2 separate regions of the Danio rerio genome follow, and region 1 is linked to region 2. The links are chromatin contacts, called in public HiCAR-type maps. All regions are on one chromosome and are shown on one strand. The core of a region is the stretch at or near the end of the contact, and the rest is flanking DNA. Distances in the headings are between cores, read along the strand shown.

Region 1 (3,723 bases), core at 25-2,524, 71 kb before region 2:
GCGTGAATAATAATGATAATAATAATAATAATAATAATAATAATAATAATCGTTATTGTTTATTTAATTCTGTATTTGTTTAGAAAAAGACAATATAATCTTTTATTTATCTTTTATTCATAATCTTTTTATTTAATCTTTTTATTTTACACCGGCGTGAATAATAATTATGATAATAATAATAATAATAATAATAATAATAATAATAATAATAATAATAATAATAATAATAATAATAATAATAATAATAATAATCGTTATTGTTTATTTAATTCTGTATTTGTTTAGAAAAAGACAATATAATCTTTTATTTATCTTTTATTCATAATCTTTTTATTTAATCTTTTTATTTTACACCGGCGTGAATAATAATTATGATAATAATAATAATAATAATAATAATAATAATAATAATAATAATAATAATAATAATAATAATAATCGTTATTGTTTATTTAATTCTGTATTTGTTTAGAAAAAGACAATATAATCTTTTATTTATCTTTTATTCATAATCTTTTTATTTAATCTTTTTATTTTACACCGGCGTGAATAATAATAATAATAATTATAATAATAATAATAATAATAATAATAATAATCGTTATTGTTTATTTAATTCTGTATTTGTTTAGAAAAAGACAATATAATCTTTTATTTATCTTTTATTCATAATCTTTTTATTTAATCTTTTTATTTTACACCGGCGTGAATAATAATAATAATAATAATAATAATAATAATAATAATAATATTAATAATAATAATAATAATAATAATAATAATAATCGTTATTGTTTATTTAATTCTGTATTTGTTTAGAAAAAGACAATATAATATTTTATTTATCTTTTATTCATAATCTTTTTATTTAATCTTTTTATTTTACACCGGCGTGAATAATAATGATAATAATAATAATTGTTATTGTGTATTTAATTCTTTATTTATTTTTTTTTAGAAAAAGACAATATAATCTTTTATTTATCTTTTATTTATAATCTTTTCATTTAATCTTTTCATTTTACACCGGCGCGGGACAGTGAGGACACTGTCTCTTTAAGAGGGCAGGTCCTGCCTTTTGCCTCTCATCTCTGAACCTGCTCAGAGCCGCTCGGATCAATTCACACACACACCAGTCCAAGGAAAGAGCAGAACCCGACACTGGCAAACACTCAGGAAAAATCCTCCTATACATCGTTTTGGGGCTTTCGATGACTGACAACACGGATGTTAGTGTGTGTGTTTTTGAACGAAGGCGGTGTTTATGGTTGTGAATATTTTGAAACGCAGCTCTTGAAACCTGTAAGATCACACATGATCTAAAATATTATTTGTTTGCCTCGAGAAAGAAAAAAACATCGTTTCATTTTAAACCATGGTTGTGGATACACATCTCGCGGATATTTTAGGACATGTAAATACATGGATGATTCCAGAATTGTCGGTAAGTGCGGCACCATTAAAAGTAACGTTAATGGTTTGGGAACACATTTGTTATTAAATTTCTCCTGTACGTGTAAATATAGAATCTAACGCATGAGTATTTTGTTTTTAAACGAGTCTTATTGCGTTTTCGTGGTGCGAAGAGCAACACTGTCACATTTACATTGAGTATTTTAATACTCCGAGACTGTAAGCGAGAGCCATGATGGCCAAACACTGTCCTAATGATGACCTGAGTAAGATCCCAGACGAGGAACTGGTCAGGTGGAGCAAAGAAGACTTGATCAGGAGACTGAGGAGGGTTGATGGTGAGAAGATGAGCCTGATGCTGGAGCATAGCAACATGATGAAGGATGTCAACCGCAGTCTGCAGGTGCACCTCCACGAGATTCGCAATCTCAAGGAGATCAACCAGAAACTGCAAGACGACAACCAGGAGCTCAGGGAACTCTGCTGCTTTCTGGACGACGACCGGCAGAAAGGTAAGAAGCTGTCTCGGGAATGGCAGAGGTTTGGGAAGTTCACGGCGAGCTCCGTATGGAAGGAGGTGAGCACCTATCAGCAGAAGCTCAAGGAGCTGGAGATCAACCAGGAAAACGTTCTGCGGGAGAACGCAGAGCTGAAAGACATCATTCTCATGTTGGACGAGGACAGGAATGGAGCTGGATCGAGGAGTTCTATTGACAGCCAGTCCAGCCTGAGCAACCTGAACGGAGGATCGGGCACTGTAAGAGATGTTGGCGATGGGAGCAGCACATCCAGCGGTGGAAGCGCTGGCAGTCCAGATCATCATCATAACCATATCCACAAGACTGTAGAAGCGAAGATTGGCACTGTGAGAAGATCAATGGATGATCTGTCGGCCCCGCATCATCACAGGAGCATCCCCGCTGGACTTAATGGTGAGTGTAGATTCATATCTCTGCTGCCGCCATTTTTGAAAACCTTTGATATCAGTATTGCTATGGCTTTTAGTGCATGTCTTTTATCTCTGAGGCTGTTTATGTGTCACCCAGGAGTTGTTCAAAGTAACTTCTATCAGATATGTGACCGTGGACCACAAAACCAGTCATATAAGGGTTTACATTTTGAAAATTGTGATTTATACAATATTTGAAAACCGAATAAACTTTCCCTCGATGGTTTAAGATACAGCTTTTTCGAAATTTGTTATCTGACCCTGCTAAAAAATCCAGCTTAAACCAGCCTAGGCTGGTTTTAGCTGGTCGACCAGGCTGGTTTTAGAGGGGTTTTGGCCACTTCCAGGTTGTTTTCCAGCCATTTCTAGCATGGTCTTAGCTGGTCAGGCTGGAAAAGGACCAGCTAAATCCAGCTAAAACCAGCTTGACCAGCCTGGTTTAAGCTGAACATAGCTGGTTTTGGCTGGGCTCCCAGCCTGCTAGGCTGGTCAAGCTGGTTTTAGCTGGTCATCTCCCAGGCTGACCAACTAAGACCAGGCTGGAAATGGCTGGAAACCAGCCTGGAAGTGGCCAAAACCCCTCTAAAACCAGCCTGGTTGACCAGCTAAAACCAGCCAACCAGCCTAGGCTGGTTTAAGCTGGATTTTTCAGCAGGGAGGGTCTTAACATTGACACAATTCACTTTAAAAATGTAATGTTATTCAAAATATGTTTTGAATCTATTAAATAAGATAACTCCTTGAGATGAACCAGGGGGGTCCCTCAAACAAAGCACCCCTACTGAAAAAAACAGCTTAAACCAGCATAAGCTGGTTGGCTGGTTTTAGCTGGACAACCAGGCTGGCTTTAGAGGGGTTTTGGCCACTTCCAGGCTGGTTTCCAGGCATTTCCAGCCTGGTCTGGTCAGGCTGGGAGATGACCAGCTAAAACCAGCTTGACCAGCCTAGCCAAGCTGGTTTAAGCTGGACATAGCTGGTTTTGGCTGATCATTTTCCAGCCTTTTTTAGGTACACTCAGATTTGTCTTTAAGAAAAAAAAAAACTTGTACAAACTCTTATGCCTCACCTTGCACTCGTGTTCAGTATTTTCACTTATAAAATGCTGCATGGAATAAGAATGACCCACTAGTTATATATAAAGCTGCATTAAAATTCCCACACATCCCAACACAACAGTCTTTGGACTTGCTGCATCACAGACATCAATATTTTAACAATTTATAAAAAATTAATCACTTTCTGGCCATCAGTTATTAGGTATGGATGCATTTATTATTGCGATCGTAATAAATCGCTTTGTAAATGTTTATTATTACCATTTGATGAGTCTCTATACAGTTTGATGGGGATCCAGAAGC
Region 2 (4,126 bases), core at 1,292-3,791:
GCGTCCTCTTTTTCTACTAATTCTCTTCACAATGTCAAAAGTACAAGACTTCTCAACTGCAAATTCAGTGTTCAATTTCAACTCATCTCTGCTCCGCTCACAGGACATTTTGCTGCAGAGCTCAAGTGAATTTTAGACAATCAGGCCTTTGCATTTCCATCTGCTACTTCTGCAAAAATGCTTCATTAGTATCCAAGGCATATCACACTTGAGAAGAAATTTGGTTAATATATATAACATTAAGGAATACAAATACAATTGTTTAATGAAAAGAAAAGGTAACAAAAATAATAAATAAAAATATTTTTTTTCTCCAACAACGCAAATAAAGCAAGTAAACTCATAATGTTCTATTTACACGTGAAAAGTGTCTAGTGTGAACACAGCATTATAGTAACTGTTGTTGTAGATCTTATTACAAGAGTTCTCAAAGTCTCAATTCAGAGGTCAAAATCGGAGTATTCATCAATGTCAAAAGTCTGAAAAAATGGTTATAACAAAACATGACTTCATAAAAATGCACATACATTTATCAATCATTATAAAAGTGCCTTTGTATTTAAAATAGATTACATTTACATTTAGTCATTTAGCAGACGCTTTTATCCAAAGCGACTTACAAATGAGGACAAGGAAGCAATTTACACAACTAAGAGCAACAATGAATAAGTGCTATAGGCAAGTTTCAGGTCTGTAAAGTCTAAGAAGGAAAGCATTAGTATTTTTTATTTTATTTTTTATTTTTTTGAGTACAGTTATTGGTATATCCAGAGAGGCAATTGCAGATTAGGAAGTGAAGTGGAGACTAAATAGTTGAGTTTTTAGTCGTTTCTTGAAAACAGCGAGTGACTCTGCAGAAGTGAGAGCAGATAAGAAGGAGCAAAGCCAGAAGTCGCTTTGTAGACAAACATCAGAGCTTTGAATTTGATGCGAGCAGCAACTGGCAGCCAGTGCAAACGGATGAGCAGCGGAGTGACATGTGCTCTTTTAGGTTCATTGAAGACCACTCGTGCTGCTGCATTCTGGAGCAGCTGAAGAGGCTTGATAGAGTTAGCTGGAAGCCCGGCTAGTAGAGAGTTGCAGTAATCCAGTTTAGGGAAAACAAGAGCTTGAACAAGGAGTTGAGCTGCATGTTCAGATAAGAAGGGTCGGATTTTTCTGATGTTATAGAGTGCGAATCTGCATGATCGAGCAGTTCTAGAAATGTGGTCAGAGAAGTTTAGTTGGTCATCAATTGTTACTCCAATTGACAATTGCAAAATTGACAACAAGAAGTAACACTTAATTTAAGTTTCAGCAACAAAACACAAACAAGGTAGATCAAAAGTAATATGGCGTAAAATACAGAGCACCCAGAGGAAACCTGTGCGAACGTGAGGAGAACATGCAAACTCCTTACAGAAACCCCAACTAACCCAGCCACGGCTCGAATCAGCAACCTTCTTGCTGTGAGGCGACAGCACTACCCACTGCACCATGTGTCGCCCAATAATAATAATCATTATTATTATTAATATTAATTTTCCTAATAAACATCTTACTGTAAATTACAACCATTAACAATTTATATGATTTATATATGAGATTGTTAGCTAAGTAGTTTTATTTTTTAGAATAGAATATGGAATATTCTCAATAATATTTGTAAAGGAAACAGTGGCCCTATATGTGCCTTTTACATATATTTCAGTTAATCTAGAAAACTTGTGCTTAATTTTACTAAAACTACTATTGGATTATTTTTAAGTGAGTGTTTACGTAAAACAATATAATTTTTTTGAACATTTTTAAGGGGTGTAAACAAAAACAATTGTCCCAACAACATATTTCCTGTTTGACATTTTTAATTTCTATAGCTCCTGAGAATCCAAATAGCCACATATTGATGAATAATGTTATGATAGCTGCTTTAACATCAAGCTAGGATTGAAGTGTCGTGCCTCTTCTTGCAGTTATGAAATAGTTTAATAACAAGCAGGAAATGGTCATGGGCCAATGACATCACCACATCGAAATGGTTTATACAAAAAAATGATGGTCAATGATGGACACACCCCAGAACAGTTTTGTGCTGTTCCACAAAAGAGAGAAAGTGAAAGTAAAGGCTCATTCTCACACTTCAGATGCTGTTTGCTTGTTCAGTTTTTCCACTTACAAAGTCCGCCATGTAAATAGCAAATGTGTCATGGCGCGACGCAACTGACTCTTAAAAGGAAAGGGAGATGAGACTCTGATTGGTTTACTCTCAAAACACACCTACAACACATTAAGAGAATAAGCTCAACCCTGTTAGACCATGCGCCACTGATCTTGGTCTTAAAATAGCAAAAGTGGATTTGGATACCTCCCTAATGCTCTTGCGCCCTGCGCTTCAGACTTTGCGCCCAGATCGTTAGAATAGAGCCCATGTAGTTCATTTCTTTGGATCATTCTGTAGAGCTTGAAGCGTTAACAACTGGGTGGAGTTCATGGAGAGGTCAGTTAATGGACAGGTTGGTACACAGAGATCTGAGCTCTTGATAGAGTGAGCCGATATAGTTTGATCTGTTTGTTGGGCCCCACACTGGAATGTGGGAACGAGAGAATCCAGCTTGGAGCACAATAACACCTCTGTACGTGACTCACCTGGAGAATCCTGGACTCGTCAACACCATTGTGGACACCCTTCATGAGAGATTTGGATGAATGGATGTTTGTGCTGGCTTTCGTTTGTTTTCTGTGGGTCGAAGTAGCATTTAGCTAAACACACTTGACAAATAGCAGTGTATTTTGGGGTTATGGTCATTTAAAATACTCAGCAATCTTATTTGTTTTTATTTTTTGTGTTTAAAAGATGCAGAGCTTGTTTTAAAAGATGAACTGTTGTCCAAACACAGAAACTTTTTCGAATGGTGGGTTTAGGCATGGGGTTTGGGGACAAACCTTCTCTTAAAAATTGTATATTTTTCGATTAAATTATGTAATAATAAGCAAAACAAATATTTAAAATATTAAATGATAAAAACAAGTATTGATTGATACTTTATATAAAAAAAAATAATTATAACTAATCAGTTTCGTGAAACAGCTGTATTATTACCTCATCAGCTTCAGCCCCTCAAAATAAGGAATGAATGATGACAGTGCAGTGGCAGGATTTTTTTTAACGGTTGCTGTGTAACAACAGTCCTACTCCCACCTGCCGGTAGAAACAGGGACTAAACAGGAACTGAACTGCTGACTATTTAAATACCCGAAACAAAAGCTGCATTGAATTGAATGTGCGTAATGTATGTGGTAATTTTAAGTACTTGGATAACAAAATTATTGTTTTACAACCGTTTTGTTTTTAGTGCAACATATTACAAAAGATCAGGGGCTTTTGACAATACATTAGGAGCTTAAGACCCCAAGCAGCCCCCCCCCCCCCCCCCAATAGAAAACAACAGCATAGGTGGCATCAAATGTAAATATCTATGTGACTGACATACAGCATGTAAAATGGCTGAACTGTTTAGTGGCTTTTTCCCATTTGTTTCCAGGTGGTGTGGAGAAAGCTGGGCGACGCAACAGGAACAAAGCCGTCCCTCCGACAGCAACTCTCTGGTAATCAGTTCAAAGCTCCTCTATAGCGAGAACATCTCCTCATCCTCCATGCAGGACCAAAATGCTTAGGCGACACAAACGCTCCACCTTCTTCCATGTCAGATCATTTGGAGCCAATCGTGCCATTGACGTTGGATCACTGCACACCAGTTTTCAGATTTTCCTTTCAGTGAACGTTCAAAGCAATAATCACATTAACCTAACATTATTACCTAATAATTATATACTTTTCTTTGTTGACATAATGGTTTTGGATTGAATCATGGTTTCGGCCATAATGGTGCATCTTCGATGAGCCTTTGCACCAATCCAGGACCAATGTGGCCATATGTGGACTCAGAGGAGAACCACAAAGGATGATATAATTCGGGTTGAGGATCAAGAAGTCTGGCAGCTAGTCATGTTTGGTAAACCTTGCCTCTTCTGTTTTCTTTTACCTCTTTTTTTTTTAATTACGTCAACGTCATAAAAGCTGAGTCCATCAAACTTGCAAAGTGAGCAATAGCAGATGTTATAGCATCCAGTTTGTGCAGACAATAAT

The links. HiCAR-type assays count read pairs that join an accessible place to other places.
Region 1: a contact with region 2 is called in a HiCAR-type map of caudal fin, with 8 times the contacts expected there. The contact joins the promoter of ccdc85cb here to the enhancer-like site in region 2. A contact is called at or near these places in 6 of 18 Hi-C or Micro-C datasets (caudal fin, embryo and an unstated tissue) and 2 of 4 datasets of contacts at active chromatin or transcription factors (caudal fin and embryo).

The regions. Positions count from the first base shown.
Region 1 is chr20:5,378,056-5,381,778 of GRCz12tu, reverse strand. It overlaps ccdc85cb (coiled-coil domain containing 85C, b), which reads left to right and starts at 1,274. Exons shown (of 7, transcript NM_001002628.1): 1 at 1,274-2,348. The coding sequence starts at 1,652.
Region 2 is chr20:5,307,651-5,311,776 of GRCz12tu, reverse strand. ccdc85cb (coiled-coil domain containing 85C, b) reads left to right here. Exons shown (of 7, transcript NM_001002628.1): 7 at 3,522-4,126. The coding sequence ends at 3,611. Among named protein-coding and RNA genes, the nearest start is that of cyp46a1.5, 25 kb to the right of the region's middle. Within about 2 kb of position 2,541, at least 3 of the 62 cell types and tissues checked have an H3K27ac peak or open chromatin away from gene starts, as enhancers often do.